3 separate regions of the Mus musculus genome follow, and all the other regions are linked to region 3. A link is a contact called in public promoter capture Hi-C data. All regions are on one chromosome and are shown on one strand. The core of a region is the stretch at or near the end of the contact, and the rest is flanking DNA. Distances in the headings are between cores, read along the strand shown. Region 1 holds the start of Ppp1r12a (protein phosphatase 1, regulatory subunit 12A). Region 2 holds the start of Mettl25 (methyltransferase like 25). Region 3 holds the start of Slc25a3 (solute carrier family 25 (mitochondrial carrier, phosphate carrier), member 3).

Evidence for each region. Promoter capture Hi-C pulls out the DNA fragments that hold promoters and counts their contacts.
Region 1: a contact with region 3 is called in a promoter capture Hi-C map of pre-B cells. The contact joins the promoter of Ppp1r12a here to the promoter of Slc25a3 in region 3.
Region 2: a contact with region 3 is called in a promoter capture Hi-C map of pre-B cells. The contact joins the promoter of Mettl25 here to the promoter of Slc25a3 in region 3. A contact is called at or near these places in 1 of 39 promoter capture datasets (pre-B cells) and 1 of 484 Hi-C or Micro-C datasets (CD4 T cells).

What each region holds. Positions count from the first base shown.
Region 1 is chr10:108,160,672-108,165,063 of GRCm38.p6, reverse strand. Ppp1r12a (protein phosphatase 1, regulatory subunit 12A) reads right to left here and starts at 2,966. Exons shown (of 25, transcript NM_001368736.1): 1 at 2,428-2,966. The coding sequence starts at 2,664.
Region 2 is chr10:105,838,915-105,843,179 of GRCm38.p6, reverse strand. It overlaps Mettl25 (methyltransferase like 25), which reads left to right and starts at 1,800. Exons shown (of 12, transcript NM_207522.2): 1 at 1,800-2,104. The coding sequence starts at 1,861. Ccdc59 (coiled-coil domain containing 59) reads right to left here and starts at 1,701. Exons shown (of 4, transcript NM_025602.3): 1 at 1,525-1,701; 2 at 332-638. The coding sequence starts at 1,678.
Region 3 is chr10:91,121,725-91,126,047 of GRCm38.p6, reverse strand. It overlaps Slc25a3 (solute carrier family 25 (mitochondrial carrier, phosphate carrier), member 3), which reads left to right and starts at 2,081. Exons shown (of 8, transcript NM_133668.4): 1 at 2,081-2,132; 2 at 2,342-2,490; 3 at 4,005-4,126. The coding sequence starts at 2,346.

The DNA.
Region 1 (4,392 bases), core at 1,717-4,216, about 17 Mb before region 3:
TGTAGATCTAGCTGGCCTCTGTCTCCTAAGTGTTGGGATTAAAGGCATGCGCCACCACTGCCCGGCTCAATGCTGCGTTTTAAAAATCAGTTACTTAACATAGATTGGTGTTTTGCCTGCATGTATGTTTTTGAGGGTATTGGATCCTCTGCAACTGGAGTTACAGGACAGTTGTGAGCTGCCATGTGGGTACTGGGAATTGAACTTAGGACCTCTCCAAGGACAGCCACTGCTCTTGACCACTAAGCAATCTCTCCAGCCCCACAATGCTTCATCTTTTAGGGACTTTGGCTTCTTTGATTTAAGGAACGTGCTCCACACCAACTGCAAATAAAAATGCTTTATACAAATGGCATAAACTTAGAAACATCTCCTGTCAACTCAAACAAAATATGCAGTCATAGAGACTATACCTACATTCACTAAACCACTGAATTCAGTTAATCAAGAAGATATCATTAAGTCTGGCTTCTTTAAATAAGTAAAAACTGTTAAACACAAGCCTTTAAAAGCCAATTTCTTGTCTTTTCAACTATCTAAACTAGTACTGCAACATTAAAAAAAAATGTTAGACATTGTCTTCTTCCTCTAAGCCAGTACAATTCTCCAAAGGGAATAAACTTCACACTTCTACTTAGTTTTAGAAAACATGCTGATATAAACCACTATCCAATTATTCTGACATATAGTTAAGTGTGTCTCAGAACCAATTTCTCATTTAAACTTGCCAAGGACATGTGAAAAAAGAAGATTATTTTTTTAATGTTATATGATAAAAATTTTTAATGCTGAAGGTGATTTCCTTCTCAAAACCATGTTTCCAGATCTAGATTTATAATGTGCCTTAAGCTGTAAGCAAATGAACTTTGCATTACATTAGAGAACCACCCTATATTTTCCTTTGGTGCCATTCTAAATTCCAGATCTGTCCTGCAGATTGTCAGGCACTTCAGCCCTTCCAGTCAGCTTTGTAAACAAAGGCTACGCCAAGCTTGATATGTGAATTTGATTAAATAAAACTTTAAATGGTCATCACTTATTAAAGCAGGAAACAATAAAAGGAAAATGCCTCCATACCATGTCTTTTTAAAAGGTATAAAGTTAACAGGCACAAAATAATAAAGTTTAGGTACAAAGTGCGGAGCCTTAGGTTTCAACCTCTGTTTTTAACCACACTATTATTCAAAATAGAGCTATGCTCTCCCACACAACCAAGAGGAGTCTGAGGGGAGCGGGAAAATTCTTTTTCACTGTAAATTTCCTAGTAATTCCAAGTTTCTTAATATGAAAATAGAAAGAATCTGTCGTGGCATCTATTACCAGCACTTTAAACTTGCTTTTCAAGCAGAACTCTAAGGGTTCTGTTGCTTTTGGCTTGTTAAAGGCAAAGCAACATTATCTCTGGATTGCCAATAGTTTCTCCTTATTTGGCTAACATTGAGAGATCCCAATCGGACTACTATAAAACTTTAACATGCACAAAGCATCCATTTTGAGAAAAGGTTGTGATTAGCTTTGGTTTTTTTTTTTTCTCTCCCCCTCCCCACCACCACCACCAAAAAATAAAAAAATAATAATAATAAAGTTTGGCAACTGTCTTTGAGGAGTACACAGTGTTTATTCCCATCTTCCCTAGCCCCGGTGTGCACTCCAGGAGCCAGGACTCAGGGATCTGTGACTGCGACCAACTTCGAGTACAGGAACCCATAGACTCCAGTTACGAGGTGGGCAAGCCCACTCGGGAAGACTTCCCTTATCAGATTCACTACCAATCCCCTCTCTTTCAGCCACTCCGGATTAGCTAATTACACCCCGTTTCCCCCTCCCCAGTGACCAAGAGTAATAAAGGAGAAAACAGGAAATCGTTCGCTCGGGGCACCCGGCTTTAAGGGTTCGGGCTTTAAGGGTTCGGGATCACTAATATCATCATCCTCATTTGTAATCAAGTCCTAAAAATGTACACCAACACCAATGCCCACCTCCAGGCCAGTGGGCTCCATCTGCCCCAAGAGTCCCTGTTAGTGGATTTTTTTTTTTCAACAACCCTCCCCGCCCCACGGTCTATCACTGACACCGGGCCTCGGCACAACCCATTACTCTCCGGCTCGGCTTGACCCAGACTACCAGACCCAGACACATGTCCACAAATGGCCCTGGAGGCCCCCAAGAGGACCACAGTCCATTCTGCCCCGCGCCCAGGAACATCGGCCGGGTCCCCCCCCAAACTGCACAGGCTGCGGGCGAGCGGCTCTGGAGGGGGGCCCGGAGCCCCGCGCCCCAGCCAGCCTCCCGCGACGGAGCCGCCCCCTCACCCGCAAGCAGGGAGTCTCCCGCCACCCCCCGGCCTCAGCCCCGGCCCCGGGCGCGAGCACCACAGCGGGCCCCGGGGTTCCGGGGTCCGGATGAGGGGACGCCGGGCACACAGACCTGGTGCAGGGCGGTGAGTCCGTCCACATTGGCGTAATTGATGTCGGCGCCGCGGTGCAGCAGCTTGAGGACCTCGTCCGTGTCGCCGCTGGAGCAGGCGGCGAGGAAGACGGCGCCATCGTCGAACTTCACCTTGGTCTTCTGGCGCTTCACCACGGGCGGCTCGAGGTCCGTCTCGGAGCCGATCCAGCGCTTCAGCTGCTCGTTCCGCTTCTGCTTCGCGTCCGCCATCTTCATCCCCTCTCCAGCCGCCGGCTCCTCTTATCGCGAGCTGGGGCGGGGGGGAAGGGGGCGGCGGCGGCGAGGGGACGCCGCCGGGGGGAGTATGCGACCGCGTCGGCGACAGAAAGAGAGAGAGAGAGAGAGAGAGGGGCCGGAGCGGAGCGGAGCCGCGAGCCGGGGAGGAGACGCTCGAGACTTCCAGTATCCCACAGAGCACTGGGGCGAGCCCGGCCGAGCGGGCCTCTCTTCCTACCACAGACGCCCTCCCGCCCCCGGCACGGCCGCCCGCCCGTCAGTCCGTCAGCCGCGGCCCGGCTGAGCGTAACTTCGCGAGATCGCGGCCGGGGAGGCGCCCTGCGGCCCAGTGCGCATGCGCGCTCCCGCCTCGGCCTGGGCCTCGGCTTCGGCCCGGCCCAGGAAGAGCTCGGGGGCCGAGCGCTGGCGGGGGCGCTACCGGAGGGAAGCGGGTGTGGCTCTGGCAGCCGGGGGCTGGGCCGCTCCTGGAAGGGAGGAGGCCGGGAAGGAAGGTTGTCTCGTCCGGCGGGACCGAGAGCTCTAGAGGCAGCCGGGTCGGGCGGCGAGGCGGGACCGGGCTGACCTGCCTGCCTCCTCCCGGGCTCGGCGGGCCGCGCGAGGCGTCTGCCCGGGGCGGAGGGTTTTCCTATTGGCTGCGTGATTTGAATGGAGAGGACACGGGTCGTGCATTAGGTGCTTGTGGGGGTTGCTCTTCCCGAGGAACTCGGGGGGAAACCCGGGCGATCCTGATGAGAGCGTTTTAAAAGTGGGGTCGGAGTCGTCTCCACGGCCCCGGTGGCATTGACCGAGGTGATCGCCTACTGGCAGGGGATGGTGACCTGCGGTTAATTGCAGTGGCTTCCTGCAAACACCCACTGCAGAAATGTCTTTCCTCTTAGGCTTGCTCAGTATTGTTGTTTTGTTTTTCCCCCGTCTTTAAGCCTGTTTTGATTTCTTCTTCCTCCATCGCTTTTCGGCCTGGGTGGCACTGCCCATGAGGGCTAGTTCAGCCTTGTTAACTGCTCCTGACCTTTTAAGGGATTTACGGTTTCAGCTCCATTGCTTTCTATGGAGTAAAGACCCGGCTGCGTCTAGAATTCAAAAGGAATGTGGACGAAGGCAGTTACTTCGACTGATATTTATCCAGTACATGTCTAAAAAGTCGTGACTTCCTAGGCTCTGAAAATACAGTAAATACGATTTATTTGAGCCCATTTCTTAAATTCTTGTGTTGCAAAGAACATCATAAGGAGATTTTAGCTTTGCCTTTTCTAAACACTCTCCCGTCCCATACACTTTAGATCTATAATGTCATAAAACCCTACCACTGGTCCTTTTTGGGAATCCTGTAGACTGTGAACCCCCCCACCCCCAAAGAAAATAGTTGCCTTGCCCCTAACCGCCTCCCAGTGCTGGGAATACAGCAGTGAAAAGTTATTTTCTTACTCTTCAGCATGTTGCCTTTCTGGTAGATTAGAATAACTGAGTAAAATATGCTGGGGGAACCACCTTATAGAACTGAATATTCTGAATTTCAATGTTAGGAATAGTAATAAAATCCAAGCTAAGATAAAACTACTTCCTTGAAACACAAAACGAGTGTGCCACACATGAAATACATCTATATCTTCATAAAATGTATTGAGGATCATACCACTAGACCTCTGCACAACAATGAGAACAGTGGTGTTTGGTACTGAATCATCATCATCATCTTCTTCTTCTTCT
Region 2 (4,265 bases), core at 551-3,050, about 15 Mb before region 3:
GATCTACAACATCAAACATAGTCCCCCACCCCCAAATTAAGATGCACACATTAATACTGCGCTTAATTACGGTCCAATTATATTACATGTTCTTGAGAGGCTGCAATTCAAAACTCAGATCTCTTAATTCTCATTTCCTATTTTCGACATCTCTGCTCAACTAGCCTCTTTCAGTCATTTAACACTAAGTGGGGAGACTCCATGAAATACCATTACATGACTTGAAAAAAGTGCTAAGAAAAATCCTGATTCTTACAAATTTTTCCCTGTGTCGTCAGTAAAACATTCTTTACATTTAAAGTGAGGAATTTCTGAAGACGGAGGTGCTTACCTTCCTGTGTTCAGCTCTTCTGGCTGTGGCTGGTGACCACCTGGCGGTTCTTCAGAGGAAGTCTGCTCAGTGCTGCCCTCCTCTTCAGGCAAAGGCCGGTCAACCTGTTCTTCTGACAAAGCCAGGCCAGCCTTTCTTTGCTGTTTTCTGAGTCTTTCCTCTTCGGCCAGATAGAGGTGTTTCAGGTGCTCTGGGTAACGATCTGTGAACTGGGACTCCTGTGACGCTGGTGCCTCCTTCACCTTCCACAGCAATTTCTTGTAATTTTGCTGGATCTTCAGTTTTCTCCGAAATGCAAAACCTTGTCCTAACATTGAAGGATTTCAGTTACAATTACTTTAACAGAAAATGAAAACTAAATATTTTTTTCTTTTACTTTATATTCAAATGAGAGAATTACTTGGCTTTGCTTTAAAGATAAGGTTAGGCAACCATTTAATGGTACACTGAAGAGCAAGGTGGCCCTTTACCTAAATATAAGGGTAACAGCGAGTTGTCAGACATCACATTAAAAACTCTAAGTACAGTAAACTAAACTTTACTGCTCACCTTGAATTTAGACTCATATCCACAAATTACATTTTATTTAATCCACATACAATCTCACTTGGGTCTTCAGTAAACACTTAATAAATAAAGTAGAGTAGTCTAGTATTTTTCCCTTGGAGGATCTTACTAATCACTTATTTTCCAAAACACAACACAAAACAAAAGGGGGAGGTACTGTACAACTTTCTGAACACCTGTCGATTATTCTTAGATCGAACAAAAACCACTTAAGCATCTGACATGCAACGAGAGGCCTTCAAAGACAAGACATCGAATCGAATCTAAGGAAGGCAGCAGTATGAGACTGGAGGGCTACTGTGGTGTCTTTTGGTTATCAAAGCTTTGGGGCAGAGTATTTTAATGTAATATTGTATCTATATTACATACTTGCTGTAGTAGAGATGCAAGTATGTCTGGGTGCTTCTTAGCCAAGCGCACCTCTAGACGCCCCGTGTCTTCGCTTAGACCTGAGATCTGCGTTAAATCACTGAAGCTGACCGCACCGTCCGGTTCTCAGTCAAAGGACTGAGAAGCTCTCGGACTTGGCGAGCTTAGGAACGGCTTCCCCGATCTCAAGCCGGATCCCATCCTACTCCCTCGACTTCGGCGGGCCCGAGCGCTCCTCCACGGCTGTCCCTCCTTACCCTTGCGCACGCTCCCCCGGAAGGCTTGCTGGGGGTTCGGCCGCCAAGTCCTGCGCTTCCCATTCTGGTTTCCGAATCTGACCTGAGAGATCCCTTCCCCACGCGCCGCAAACCCTCCGGTCCGCCACTTGGAAGACGGCCGCGAAGGCGCCATCTTTTTCCACGGTGGGAGTTCCTGGAACGCCAGTGGACGCCGACCTAACACGTCACGAGGCGGAAGCAATCAATCGCCCAACCCGGCGCGTGCTCGGAGCTCGACTGCCTCAGCCTGAGCCGCTTCCGGCGGGGAAGAGAGGGGTCGCGCGGCCATGTTGGCGCCACCTGCAGCCCCGGAGGATGAGCGTCATGGCGGCGGCCTGCCCTCTGCCCAGGACCCCGGACCTGCCCACGCTGCACGACAAGTTACAGGGCTTGCTGAGCTTCCTCAGGGGCGCCCTGGCCATTTCCAGCGCGCACACGGTGGACTTCTACACCAAGTCGGTCTGGCAGGAGCTGGTCGACCTGCCCCCTGAGAGCGTGCTGGCGGCGCTGAGGGAGTCGGCGGTGGAGGCCGAGCCGCGCGAGGCAGAGACGGGATCAGGTGACTGGCGGGGCGGGCGGGGCGGGCGGGGCGGGGGCTGTCAGCGCGCCCCCTGGTGGAACTCGGCGGAAGTGGCAGGGACTTGAAGGATGCTGTTACCTAGGAGATGAATTGGAGGGAGCTGAATAGCGAGGATGGATGGAGACGGGCGGGGTCCCCTCTGGGTTCTAATCTGGGTGTTGGTCAAGTTCCACAACTTAAAGTAGTCAACCCGGGGAAGAGGCGTTCCTTCATTTATTGATTCAACAATTTAGTTTTGAAAACATCTAAAGGCTGTGTGATGATCAATACAAAGTAGAAGTGGACTTGGGGGACCAATAAGAGCCAGTTCCTACTCGGCACAAGGTATCGTGGATTAGGATGGTGATAGTGAAAGCTTTGAGTGCTCGCTAGTTAATTTGAAAACACACCTTTAATTCCCAGCACTTGGGAGGCGGAAGCGGAGGCAGGCAGATTTCTGAGTTCGAGGCCTGCCTGGTCTACACAGAGAAACCCAGTCTCGGGGAAAAAAAGAAGAAGAAGAAGAAGAAAACTGTATTTTCAATATCAGTTATGCACCCTGGTGTTTTCTAGGCTCTGGAGTTTGATACCCGCAAGAAACTTAGATTCTACCAACTTAGATTCTATTCTGGAAATAGAGGAACAGGAACAGTAGCAGCTACTGGAATTGCTTGTGCTTTGCTTCCAGGTGTTCCAGATGTTGTCAGCATTAGTGAACTTACTTAATCACTGAAGCAGCCTGTAAATGCAAAGTGCCCCGGGGGCGGAGGTAGGGGCCATGGAGGGGGGGGGGTTATAATGGTAGAACTTAAGACACATTGGTTCTTGGGCAATAGTTCCTGGTTGTTGGAAAGTTAGACACCCTTTCAGTTTGCTCCCATAGTATTCTGCGTTGATAACCTGGTACATAAACTTGTAGAAAGCAGGAACCGTATTTGCCTTAACCAGGATTCCAACGTGTGGGAAACTATTTGGCATACATTAAGTACTCTATAAAATATTTGTTGAAAAAAAGTGACTCTTGTTGGCTTTCAAAAAGAAAAAAAAAACGAAGAAAATACAAGAAAACAAAACTTTTAAGTGCAGAGCAAACCTTTGTTTAACTTTGTCTCTTCCTGATGGGCTATTACCTTATATATACTAATAGCTTGATTCATTGGTGCCTATTGTATGTTCTGCAGTTTGCTTTTGCTAAAAGTTTTTTTTTCCTGTTTCCTCTGTGTGTGTGTGTGTGTGTGTGTGCAAAAGTCTGAGTACCAATTCAGAGACTAGACTCTGGACGTGATAACTTTTTGAGTTTTATGAATTCCCAGCTGTTTTTTGAGCTGACTTATTGGAAGCAGTCCTTCGGATTTTGTCATCTAGTTCTGTGAAGAGACAGCATGGTGCGATGCAGGCAGACATGGCTGGAGAAGGAGCTAAATAAGGGCCTTACATCTTTTCTTTTTTCTTTAAGATTTTTTTTTTCTTTTCCTGATTACACTGTAGCTGTCTTCAGACACACCAGAAGAGGGCTTGGACCCCATTATAGATGCTTGTGAGTCACCATGTGGGGACTGGGAGTTGAACTCAGAACTTGTGGAAGAGCTCTTAACCGCTGAGCCATCTCTCCAGCACTGAGGGCCTACGTCTTGATCCTCAGGCTGCGTGACGAGACTCTGCCGTTAGGCCTCGGGTGAGCTGCTGAGACTCAGAGTCCACCCACGAGTGACACAACCTCCAGCAACCAAGTCCCAACTACTTCAACAGAGTCAAGTCTAGTAATGCCACTCCCTGTAGGCAAGCATTGGAAGACATGATCTGTGACGCCTTTCCTGTTCAATCTACCACAAGCTCTTTCTAAACTTGTGAGGAAATCCAGCAGTGGAAGAGGTTAAGCAAATTCTACATCCCAGGGGAGATCACAGACCTCAGCAATTGTACAAAACGATGCAAATTTAAGCATTCCTTCTAACTGGGATTTTGTTCTCATTTCTCTCATTTACAGCAGTTTAAGAATTAATTTTTTATAGTCTTTCTAGATGAATACAAGAAAATCCTATGTGTTAAGCATTGACCAGAGGATACGTTAGGTGATATGCACATGTATGTGATGTGATGTGTATGAACATGTATGTGATGTATATGCATGTATATGTGATATGTTGTATATGTATATGTA
Region 3 (4,323 bases), core at 832-3,331:
TCTTCAGACACTCCAGAAGAGGGAGTCAGATCTCGTTAAGGATGGTTGTGAGCCACCATGTGGTTGCTGGGATTTGAACTCTGGACCTTTGGAAGAGCAGTCAGGTGCTCTTACCCACTGAGCCATCTCACCAGCCCTGGAAGCTGTTTCTTAACCTCTATATGTACACGTGTGTGTGTGTGTGTGTGTGTGTGTGTGTACGTGTGTGTACGCACAAACACAATAATAATAAATAATACTTTGAGAAATGAGAGTTTTAATATTTTGCCTAGATAGTATTTTAAAAACGTATTTTAGAAATTTATTTTGTGTGTGTGTGGTAGGTGTATGTGAACCATGGCAGACACATAGAGATCAGACAATGACTTTTGGGATTCTATGGGCCTGGGGAATGCAGTTTGGCTTCGTAGACTTGGTACAGGCACCTTTCTCTGAGTTATCTCAATGCTCACATCCTTTTCCTATTTTGGTGCTGGGAATTGAACTCACTGCCCCTTGTATCACCAGGCTATGTCTCTAGCCCTGAGATGGTTTGAATGAGAAATGCCCCTGTAGTTAGTCCCTGGTACTAGGTCCCTTGGTAGAGCCCTTTGGGGGAGGTTTGTGGCATTGCTGGAAGCATTATGTACCTGGGGGCCTACTGGCATGTCTGCTGTTTGCTGTCATGCCTCCCCACCATGATGGACTCTTATCCCTCTGGAGGTGTAAGCCAAAATGATGTTTTATCATAGCAGCAGAAATATGGCTAATTTAAACCTCTTCAGTTTTTTATGAAAAATGTTTTATAAATTTCATCTTTAAAGGTTTTTTAAAAAATGGTGGTGGTGGTGGTGGTGGTGGTGGTGGTGGTCTGTGTGTGTGTGTGTGTGTGTGCATGAGTGCAGGTGCCTATAGAGGCCAGAAGATGGTGTCAGATCCCCTGGAGCTAGAATCAAGGTGGGTACTAGGAATCAAGTACCAGACCTCTGAAAGATGTTTTGTAAACATTTTTTTTTTTTTTACATCTTCTTGATGTTTCATAAACTCTAAAAGTATTTCTTCTATCCAGGACCAATTACATAATTTGAAGGACCTAGGGCAAAATGAATGAAAATGTCTTTTGTTTGTAAATGTTAAGAATTTTTAAAGGACACAGCAGAGCACTGACTGCAGAGGTAGACTTAGTATAACTACAATAGTCAATACAGGAGCCAGCTCTAGTGGTGTCTTGGGTTAGATAAAAAGGCTTAATAAAGATGAGATAAACGTCCCAGGAAAATGTTAAACGCAAGAATTACAACAGGTTTGATTGCTTCTAAACTCTCCCTCGTGGAACTTGGCCCCCGCTTGTTGACATCAGAGTGATGATGATCTTGTAAATGTCTGAAGTACACACAGTCCTGTCTTACACGCACACAGTTCATCGGTTACTTTCATGTCAGCGCATGCCTGTGCCTCCAGGAACGAAGCCTTGACTGACTGTTCTCAGGGGCCATGGACATTCTGTGAGGCAGAAGCAGTTTTATGTATTGTATGAGTTCTTCCTGTATATCCTTTCCACCAGAACTTGGTGGAAAATTTAGACATGCCTATGTCAAAAGTCAGTGTGATGGAATTTTTTTCTGAAAAGTCCGATGATGGCAGGAATTCCGATCAAAGATCTTGTAGTGATATCCTAGCTTCCATACCTGAATAACGTATCACTTAAGCATTCATGTCTTTAAAAGTTTATGCCCGCAATCACTTAAAGACATGTAAAAATTCCTGGCGCCAAGGAGAAAACACCGGAAGGTGAAGGGACAGAGTGAGTAGGTCACCTGCCCGTCCAAGGCCAAGACTACACTTTAAAAAAAAAAGGGGAGTGGGGGAGGAGGGCGCTTTGGATCTGCGCCTGCGCAGTAGGAATCCTCCTGCGCACTAGCAGGGCCGGAAGGGCTGGGGTTGGACGTGGGCGGGGATAGGGTTGCTAGGAGGACGCGATGACGTCCAGGTTCTGCGCTCCTCTCCGCAAATGAGAGGCGCGTGGCGCAGTGACGCTCTGCGTGCGTCACGGTGACGCCGCGCGAAGGGCACGGATCTTCGGGCCGGGAGGACATTCGGCCTCTGTGAGCCGCAACCTTGCCCAGCGAGCGGTTGGGTGTTCGCCATCTTAGGCAAGTGAGCGCGACCGGGCCTCGCCGCGGCGCGGAGCCTTGAGTCCCTTGTGGCCGCCGCCTTGGCCGTGGGCCCGGCCGGGCTTGGCGTCCCTGGGGAAGAAGCTGTGACCTCCTCAAGGGCGCAGAGCCGGGCATGTCTCGCGGGGCTCCGGTGACATTGCCCGGCGCCGGGTCTCTCTCACCTCCGCCCTCTGTCTCCCCCGCAGGAGGATGTTCTCGTCCGTAGCGCACCTGGCGCGGGCGAACCCCTTCAACGCGCCACACCTGCAGCTGGTGCACGATGGCCTGTCGGGTCCCCGCAGTCCCCCAGCTCCGCCCCGGCGTTCCCGCCACCTGGCCGCCGCCGCCGTGGAAGGTGAGGTCGCACCCTGCCCTGTGGGAGCGCTGGTTACATGCTGCCCCCCTGCTCTGCCTCCCGAGTCCTGGGCAGGAACTGGAGGTCGGGGAAGGACGCTTCAGCCCTGGACCCGAGGACCGGTCTCTCGCTGACCCTGGGATGGCAACTCTGACACCCTAGGCCGCTGTCGGATCCTTGGCCCTCCCTCAAGGGCGTGGAAGGGCCCAGGCCCAGCGCCACTCAGTGACCTCCGTGTCCCGAAGGGAGTAGAGGCAGAGAGGTGGTAACCAACTTCTTTATCTTCCCCCGTGAGCCCGCTTGGTCAGCCAAGTATACTGGGTAAAATCTCTTTTTAACCACTAGCCAGACACAGTTGCAACTCCATAACGTTTATTTGACTTGCCTTTTTAAAAATTACCTGGAAAACTCTCCTTTGATCTCCTTTCCCAAGTTTTATCTTTTCATTTAATTGTATATGAGGTAATGGGGTTGGGAATCTCTTCCTTTTGTGCTACTGGTTGGTGAAGGAGGTGACTTGCAGATTATATGAGGTGTGCATTCCTTTGAGTTTATGTTTTTGGGATTTGAGCTGGGTGACTCAATAACTGTATGTTTTAAATCCTAGTGGAACATAAGTACAAGAGAAACCCGAAAGCTGAATTATAGGCCTCAAGAGAAACGTTACCTACATTGTGTGTGTAAAACAGAAGTCCCCACCCACACCCCAGTCATTCATGTGCTTCATGCGTCTTAAACGTGATTAGAAAACTCCTTTTCACTATCTCCTATCGTTTTCCTCTGATTTCAAAAGCTAAAGCAAATCTTTGTATGTTTTTGACTGCAGGAACTAGGTATGACTTACTTAGTTCATAAGTGAGTAGTTGGTTAATAGCTGGAGCAAACGTTAAAGTTAGCAAGCTTTGCACATGTTAAGTGCTCTTTTTGATTTTGGGCTGTCCTTGGAGGGTGCTCTTAGTAACTGCCTTTAGTTGAAATTACCAATGCAGGAAGTTTTAGAAAATAGTATCTCACAGATACTAATAATTTTAGTGATCTGATTTGACAGTGACTTTCATGTCATTTACATTATATGAGAACTCATCTTTCTACCTAGTTGTGGCTGGTGGCTAAAGCTGCATACTAGTGATAGTACTATACCAAAAGGAAATAGTTTTTTTTTTTCCTTCCCCTCGACTTCCTTAGTCTCTGAAGAAATAATTGATCTTTTTTCTTCAATCAAACAGAGCAGTATAGCTGTGAATATGGATCTGGCAGATTCTTTCTCCTCTGTGGCCTCGGAGGAATTATTAGCTGTGGCACAACACATACAGCATTGGTTCCTCTAGATCTCATTAAATGCAGAATGCAGGTTTGTGTTGCATGCTGGACTAAAACGTTCTGTTGAAACGTGAGTTGTAAGATATAGACTGCTACTAACAAGCTGTGTGGAAACCTAATTGCCCAGGAGGTAAGTTGATGCACACTAATACGAGTCCATATTAAAATGCACGGTGTGTCTTGTCTTATTACAGAGTACAGTTGTGAATTTGGCTCCATGAAGTATTATGCACTGTGTGGCTTTGGTGGGGTCTTAAGTTGTGGGCTGACACACACTGCTGTTGTTCCCCTGGACTTAGTAAAGTGCCGCATGCAGGTTTGTATTGTTGGCATGAGTGGTTTTATTTATATTTTATTATTTGCTATGATAACATTTTGATTATGTAAGTTATATATGTTATGTGGGTGGGTAGGTGTGGAAATAAATAGACCACTTTTGGGAGTTCTTTACTTAAACCATAGGGAACCCAAGCATAGCACTCAGGTTGACAGGTTTGACAGGCAAGTGTCTGA